Linked DNA regions of Mus musculus: region 2 is linked to region 1. A link is a contact called in public Hi-C data. All regions are on one chromosome and are shown on one strand. Each heading gives the region's core, a stretch centred on a gene start, on an enhancer-like site or on the middle of the called end of the contact. The rest is flanking DNA. Distances are from core to core; before and after follow the strand shown. Region 1 has its middle 19 kb from the start of Gm40101. Region 2 has its middle 7.4 kb from the start of Gm40102.

Region 1 (3,873 bases), core at 1,232-3,731:
GATGGAGATGAATATGGAGGTAGATGAGGAGAGGTAGGAAAGCCTTTTGTTGTTGTTCTGCGACCCTATAAGGAATGTAATAAGGAAGAAAGGGTTAGAGAGTACGTTGGAAGGGTGCAGCATGGTAGCACAGGGTCACATCTGATCTGCAGCCAACTATAAAAATGACTATTACAAAAGCGAGACAAAGAAAGGAATGATTTCTTCAGTGTGCAACCAAATGAGTAGGATTTACAGAAACCAGACCAAGATGTCCAAGGATGAAATGGATGCACATTCACCCTGATGCTAAGCAGAGCCAGACCAGGTGGGATGGAATTCAGATTACTAGCTAAGGGCGTGGACCAGATGATGTTTAAAAATTTGAGGTCCTAGGAGCCCATATAGATGTAGACAAATATATATAATGAATAAATTGGATATTGCCAACCCATGCCTTTAATCCTAGCACTCAGGAGACAGTGGCTGGCAGATCTGGGAGTTAAAAGACAGCCTGGTCTACAGAGTGAGTTCCAGGACAAGCCAGAGCTACACATTGAGACCCTGTCTCAACAAACAGAAAAACAACAAAAAATATAATATATAATAAATATATAATATATAGTAGTGTACTCTATGAGGTAAAAACCAATGAAAGGTCACAAAGTGATACCATGTGCCAAGCATATCACAAGCATTATTGTTTAATTATCACAACCTCCCAACAGCTCAATGAGTGAGGCGTTCATTCTTCCCCATTTTATAAATGTATAAGCAGTGAAGACTGCTCACTCCCATCATGCCCACCTTAGACTAATTTGCATGCTCATACATGAGCATACATAACCACACACACACATGCACATGCACAGGAAAATGAATGTACACAGACAGACAGAGAAAGACACATATAGACACACAGAGAGACACATACAGACACAGAGAGACACACAGATACACACACAGAGACACACAGACACACAGACAAACACACACACTCCTGCATACGCACACACATGCCACTTGAATGCCGCTCAGATATCATACTTCATCCCCTTCCCACTTACTTCCTCACTCTCCAGGATTGCTTAAAACCCTCCCATCCTTCATCAAAAACCTCCCCTCCATTTTCGTTCCTGTGATTCCTGTCACAGAAAACTAAAACAATCAAAAGAATGTCTCCAGTGCTCCCAGCGTCTCTCACTCACTCAGCCTTGCCTCTCTTTACTCTGGTTGTTGGATCTGCCATGTGCGTGATTTCACACCATCTACACAAGATGTCACCACCCCAGTGTCAACCCCTTCTTGACACTATCACTTTGTTTCTTGTGACTAATCATTTTTTTGTCACACATAAGCATCCTATTTCATCAGTTTGCAAAATTGCTCAGTTCTGACTCCCTTCCAGTGCATTCTTTCCTGCCCCCTTGCTGCAAAGCCCTCAACCAGTTTATTTTCACTGCTTCTCATCCCTCTCCGTCCTCTGCCTGAAATCCTATTCCAGTCACATCTTTATGCCACGCTACTTTACCTTTTGTCAAGATTGCCAGTGACTGGGCTGGAGAGATGGTCAGCTGTTAAAAGCACTGACTGTTCTTCCAGAGGTCCTGAGTTCAATTCCCAGAGACCACACAGTAACTTATTACCATCAATTATGTGATCTGACACCCTTTTCTGGCATGCAGTTTATGTACTCATATACATAAAATAAATCAATAAATCTAAAAAAAAAAAGATTGCTAGTGGCATTCACATAGCTCGATATGATGGTCCTCATCTCCCTGGACCAACTTGGAGTGTTGCATACCATTGGTGATTTCATTTTTCTGAAGATGCTCTTGGCATTTGCGTTCCTGGCCCCACATTCCTAGTGTTCTTCCCACCTCACTCACTGCTACTTCTCACTTACTTTGAATTCTTCTCTGTTTCCATCTCTCCTCCCCTCCCCCTCCTCTTCTTCCTTGTTTTTCTCATTATTGGACAGTGAACCTAGAGAACCTCATGCATACCAGGTGAGCATTCTTCCACTGAGCTTCTCTCTCTCTCTCTCTCTCTCTCTTTCCTCTCTTTCTCCCTCCCTCTCCCCCTCCCTCCCTCTCCCCCTCTCTGTCTCTCTCTTTTCCCTACTTTTCATTTTGGAATAGGGTTTCACTAAGTTGTCAGGTTGGCCATGGAGTCACTTTGGGTCCCAGGTCAACTTAGAACATTTGATTCTCCTGTCTCAGCCCCCCCCAACCCCCCCCCCCCAAGTAGCTGTGACTACAGGGTTGCACCACTAATCCAGCTCACCTTAAACAATTTACTTTGAAATGTCTAGGTTTGGAATCACCCAATTCTGTTTCACCTAAATGTCAGACTCTAAATCTCCCTCTTGCCTAGGCCTTTCTTTCAGGCATCAAACTCTTAGATGATGATTCGTGGCTACTTAGCTAGGCTTCAGCTCTTATGCAGTGGATGCTGTGCTGCTTTGGCCACACCCCCTCAGCCCTCTCTAATAATTGCCCTGAGCTGCTGTGCTCTGGGAGGCCTCCTTCCTTGAGGTGACTCCTATCTAATGCCTCCTTTAGGTGAGAGGTACAAAGGCTGACTCTAGAAATATCGCACACTGCACAGGGTCAGTAGAAGTTTCTATTACGGAAATGTTCATTCAGTCTCTGCAAACACTAATCTCCGTCTCAGAGTCTGTTTCCTGGGGAACTTGACTCAAAATAAAAAATGTCACAAATGATCCTAGGAAACAGGGTCTGGAAAGGATTATGGAGATAGATTGCTAGCACATTAGCTGGGAACGAAGCTACGAGCCCAGCTGGTACCTGGAGTGTTTGGAGCATTTTGCAGTAATTTTAAAAACTGTCATCATAGATTGTTCTATGAGTGACTGAGCTGTGTGTGGAATACAGTACGGCATGAATATATAATAATTTATGCATTTCTGTATGTATGCACATTGGATATGATTGCTTTTCAAAGCAGTCTTTGAAATGTGTATTTATACTGTCACACAACAAAGAAAATTGCAAGATTGTTATTTCTAGGAGAAGCAACTAATTGTATAAATTCTCCTCTTTCGCCATTTCCACAGGCCATCTCCTGAGGACTCAGTTAGTATCCAGTGTTGTCTAAGGTAACCATTCTCCCTCAAGAGTTAAGGATAGGAGAATTTGGAGGTTGTCTTATAACTCAAGAGAGTGTAAATATTTTTCTTTTCTGAATGAGTGCTGCAAGAAAAAATGAAAAATATGTCCACAGAAGATTTGTGCAAAAATATTTACAGCGGTTTATTTTTAATAACTCTAAGCTGGAAACAGCCCAACTTTCTATCAAGAAAGTGAATGGACACCTTGCAGTGCACGCATACGCCAGAGCATCAATCAGAATGAAGAAGAAGTGGATTATTGGTACATAAAGCCCCCTAAAACAATTGCTTATATTCTGAAGTTCCGTGTTTGCATGTTCATCTCCATTAGATTGTGAAGATTAAATAAGTCGTAGAGGGGATCAGGGTGGGGAAAGGGAGGTTATGTCAGAATGAACCGCAGCCTCTGTGAGCAAGGGACGTTGTTGTTGTTTTAAGCCTTCAAGACAAGCCCTGGTTGTCCTGGAACTCACTCTGTAGAGCAGACTGGATTTGAACTCAAAGAGATATGCCTGCTTCTGCCTACTGAGTTCTGGGATTAAAGGTGTGGGCCACCATGCCTAAATTTGAGAAAAAGAATTTTAGGTTGTGAGCCACTATGCGGGCTACTAGGAGAGAACCTTGGTTCTCTGTAAGAGCAGCAAGTGCTCTAAGGTACCGAGTCATCCCTCTAGCCCCTGGCTTTTATTTAGTTTTAGTTTTTTATTTTAATATTATAGCAGTAGGAATGTTTTAAAGAATGTCTTTAAAGTATGGGA
Region 2 (3,968 bases), core at 545-3,044, 190 kb after region 1:
GTCTCATAAAGAGTGGGTCCAACCTCCTCGATCCTGAAGAATAACCTGGGCTAAGGAGTATAACTGGACTTACAGATAGGGAGAAGACTTTTCTAGATGGCCCAGGTCTATGTCTACTTGGGCACTGATTTACTTAGTTTTATCCCTTGTTCACTAGGGGTAAAGTTCCAGCTATAGTGGAGCCTGTGATGCCTGTCCCTACCATAATTAGGGGGGAAGTTCCAGCTACCGCAGAGCTGGTGGTGCCTGTCGCCACCAACAGTGGAATGACAATGGAGACAGCTTACTGCACACTTGGAAGCCCAGAATCTAGATTTAAGTGAGCCACACCCTTCTTTGACATTCTAGATGAACACTTGAGGGATAACAGGCACAAGGACTTAAAGGAGTGGGTTCTCCAGTGTAAACAATTAAGTAGCAACTAAGTACCTGTAAAAAGGAACCCAGTATAGTGGCCAGATGGCTAATGAGGACATTCTGTTGGCTGGAATCCATGGTAATCTCCTCTGGTGGGTCCCCAAAAGCAACACCATTCTGCTTGTTTTCTGAGTCTGTGGCTGTCTCTGCTTCCCTTTCTTGCACGCCCTCAACTGGCCAGGAAGAACGACGCTGCAACAGGATCCTTCTGCACACGTTTATTGGGAAAGCATTGATTGCATAGGCGAAAGAAGAACCCCGAACAAGGAAAATGATGCTGCTTATATACCCCTCCATGTGACGTGTCAGCTCCTGATTAGCTGCTCACTCATCATCACCCCACTACTATGCCCCGGGATGGGCAGTGACTTGGCACAAATTTTCTCTTGCACCTGCGCACATTACTTGTTTACCAGTTAGGCACAGCGGAGGCTCGTGATGGCAATTGCTCACGGCTCTCCACACTTTGACATTCTAGATGAACACTTGAGGGATAACAGGCACAAGGACTTAAAGGAGTGGGTTCTCCAGTGTAAACAATTAAGTAGCAAGTAAGTAGCTGTGAAAAGGAACCCAGTATAGTGGCCAGATGGCTAATGAGGACATTCTGTTGGCTGGAATCCATGTTAATCTCCTCTGGTGGGTCCCCAAAAGCAACACCATTCTGCTTGTCCTCTGAGTCTGTGGCTGTCTCTGCTTCCCTATGCTTGTTCCCCTTCTCTTTTATTTATCCTTTCTACCTTCATGCTATTTCATGTTTCAACTTTGCCTCAGTCCATTCTCTTCTTTCTAGTTACTTTGATGTTCACTTTAACTCCTTGTGGCGAATACTAAATTATTTTATTTTTAACTTTTTGAGTGATAAAGATATTTAATGTTAAGTTCTGCTTGGAGTATTCATTGTACTTGACATTACAGATTGTAGTGGAGAATGGTTCAGGTTTGATAGAGGTGTGTGTGTGTGTGTGTGTGTGTGTGTGTGTGTGTGTTTATTCAAAGATCATCTTAAATGTGTTTCTTATAACACTTGGCCATGTGTGTCTACAGGTTCAATGGCTACATATTCAACCAACCTCAGACCAGAAAAACTGTCTGCTATGATCAAGTACAGACTTTTTCTGATCCTTATTCCCTAAGCAATACACCATAACAGCTATTTACATAACATTTGTATTAGACAAAGCTTTATATGAAGTTTAGAAAGATTTAAAATATGTAAGAGGATATATGTGGCTTATATCCAACTATGACACCAGCTCATATAAGGGACTTAAGCATAAGTGGATTTTTGGTATCCATGGGGATTCAGGGAGTGCCCCAAGAGACTAAGGGGTGGTTGGGTTTTTGTTTGTTTTAAGATTTATTCGTATTTTACTTTGTATGCATATGTATTGGTCTGTTTCTGTGTGTCCCTCATGTGTTCAGTGCCTGCAGAGGCCAGGAGGGAGTGTCTGATCTGGAACTGGAGTGCTAGGCAGTTGTAAGCCATTCAGTGTGGATGTTGGGAACTGGTCTACTGAGCCATCTAGTGGGCCTAGAATGACTATTTTTAATTTATCCTGTCATGGTTTTTATCTCTAATTTCTGAGGACTGTAATCAGAGAAGATGATGATTTTTGCATCTCTCTTTTTGAAACAGGGTAGCCCAGGGTGGTCTTGAGTGGCCCATAGCCAATGCTAGCTGAGAACTTGTGATCTGTCTGTTTCCATCTCTCAAGTGTTGCGATTACTCATGTCCCACCATGACCAGCCTCTCATTCCCCCTTCTCCTCCTCTTTTTTCCCCTTTCTTTCTCTCCCTATTCTCTTCTTCTTTTTTTTAAGTTTATGGCTTTCTCTAGGGTCAATTACACAATCAAAGTTTACAAACATCACAGAGTATATTCTATATTCTCTTTTGAAGCACTGTAGTTTCTAAGAAGTATCTACTAAATTGAGTTCTCTGATCGCATTGCTAAATTTCTCCAGATTCATTTTTGTCTGGTAAATTCCACAAACTCTGAAAGATTTCTTTTTTCCTTTCTTTTGTTGTTGTTCTCTACAATTATTTTTAGCCCATTCCCCTGCATTGCATTTTTCCTTCACATATTTAGCTGCTGTTGCTTTTGGTACACACTCATATTCTTCCACAAAGTCTACATTTTTCTCTTTATCTTGTTTGGCGATTTTAATTTCAGTACTATTACTCTGGAACAACTGATCTTCAGATGCCACCTCAGAGTTTTATTTTCAGTTGTGAGGCATATGAAAATTAATGTCAGATGCCAGCTAGAAGTAGATACTCACACTTCTCTATCTGACTTGTCTATAACATGGAGGTTTCTAGAACTCCACTTCAGGCTTGATAGCTCAGTAGAATGACTCACAGAATTCACCAAAAACATGGGTCAGCAAGATGGCTCAGCTGGTAATAGTACTTGATATCACGCCTGATAACTTGAGTTCCATCCCTGGAGTTTCCATGATGAAAAGAGATTACTGACTCTCTGACCACTACCTCTACACTCACACATGCACACACATGTTCACACACATACACACACACAAATGTATATACATACACACACATATACATATACATATATACATACATATATACACACACATATATGCACACATACATACACACACACTTATATATACCCATATGTATTAAGAAAAATGAAAATAAAGCACTACACTTACACTTACATTATGACAAGAGGCAAAAGATAGTTCAAGGACATAACAAGGACAGGGCCTGGTCTGGGAGGAGGAGGAGGGGCTTCTCTTGTGGCACCAGGCATGTTAGCCCTCACAATGCATTCTCCAACCAGGAAGCTCCTGCAAGCTTCAGTGACCTGATTTTTTTTTTCCTCCATCATTCATTATAGGCAGAATTGATTAAATCACTAACCTTAGGATTGAAGTTAATCTCTAGCATCCTTCCTCTCTCCCAAGGTCAAGTCACTGAAAGTTCCAGCCTTCTAATCATGTGATTGGTTCTCTGACTGTCACCATTTTGAAGCTATCTAAGGCCTCCACCTGGAGTTGCCTCATTAGCATAACAAAGACATTCCTATTACTCAGAAAATCTCAAGTGTTCTGACGCTCAGTGCCAGAAATTGGTGACAAAGACCATCTGGGTGTGTGTGTGTGTGTGTGTGTGTGTGTGTGTGTGTGTGAGAGAGAGAGAGAGAGAGAGAGAGAGAGAGAGAGAGAGAGAGAGAGAGAGGTTTCTTTGTGCATGCCTTTAATTTTGCCTTTCTTCATATACAGAGGTGGACAGTTTGAATCTTATCTGACACTCTTCGTATTTTATGGGGAAATTCAGCGTAATATACACTGGCTGACAGAGTTGACTGTCTTGTTCTTGTGTTTACAGTGAGCTTGAATCTTTTCCTCCTCCTGATGTTTCCAGTTGTATGGAATTGTTGATTGTTCTTTTCTGTCCTGTGTTAATTGGTTTTATTTTTCAGTTCATGTAATGACTATCTTCGCTTTCCCAGCACTAGTAATCAAAACATACTGTCCTATTTCACTTTCTCTGCTTAAGGAGAAGAGGCCTAACCT

Evidence for each region. Hi-C and Micro-C count contacts between places; a contact is called where the count stands out from the background.
Region 2: a Hi-C map of cortical neurons shows a contact between it and region 1, with 1.9 times the contacts expected there. The contact joins two enhancer-like sites. A contact is called at or near these places in 8 of 484 Hi-C or Micro-C datasets (cerebral cortex, cortical neurons and embryonic stem cells) and 1 of 115 datasets of contacts at active chromatin or transcription factors (astrocytes).

Annotation. Positions count from the first base shown.
Region 1 is chr3:97,347,085-97,350,957 of GRCm38.p6, forward strand. No RefSeq gene overlaps it. Among named protein-coding and RNA genes, the nearest start is that of Gm40101, 19 kb to the left of the region's middle. Within about 2 kb of position 2,482, at least 3 of the 459 cell types and tissues checked have an H3K27ac peak or open chromatin away from gene starts, as enhancers often do. A contact at or near this core is called in cortical neurons, where this site is marked.
Region 2 is chr3:97,536,912-97,540,879 of GRCm38.p6, forward strand. No RefSeq gene overlaps it. Among named protein-coding and RNA genes, the nearest start is that of Gm40102, 7.4 kb to the right of the region's middle. Within about 2 kb of position 1,795, at least 4 of the 459 cell types and tissues checked have an H3K27ac peak or open chromatin away from gene starts, as enhancers often do. A contact at or near this core is called in cortical neurons, where this site is marked.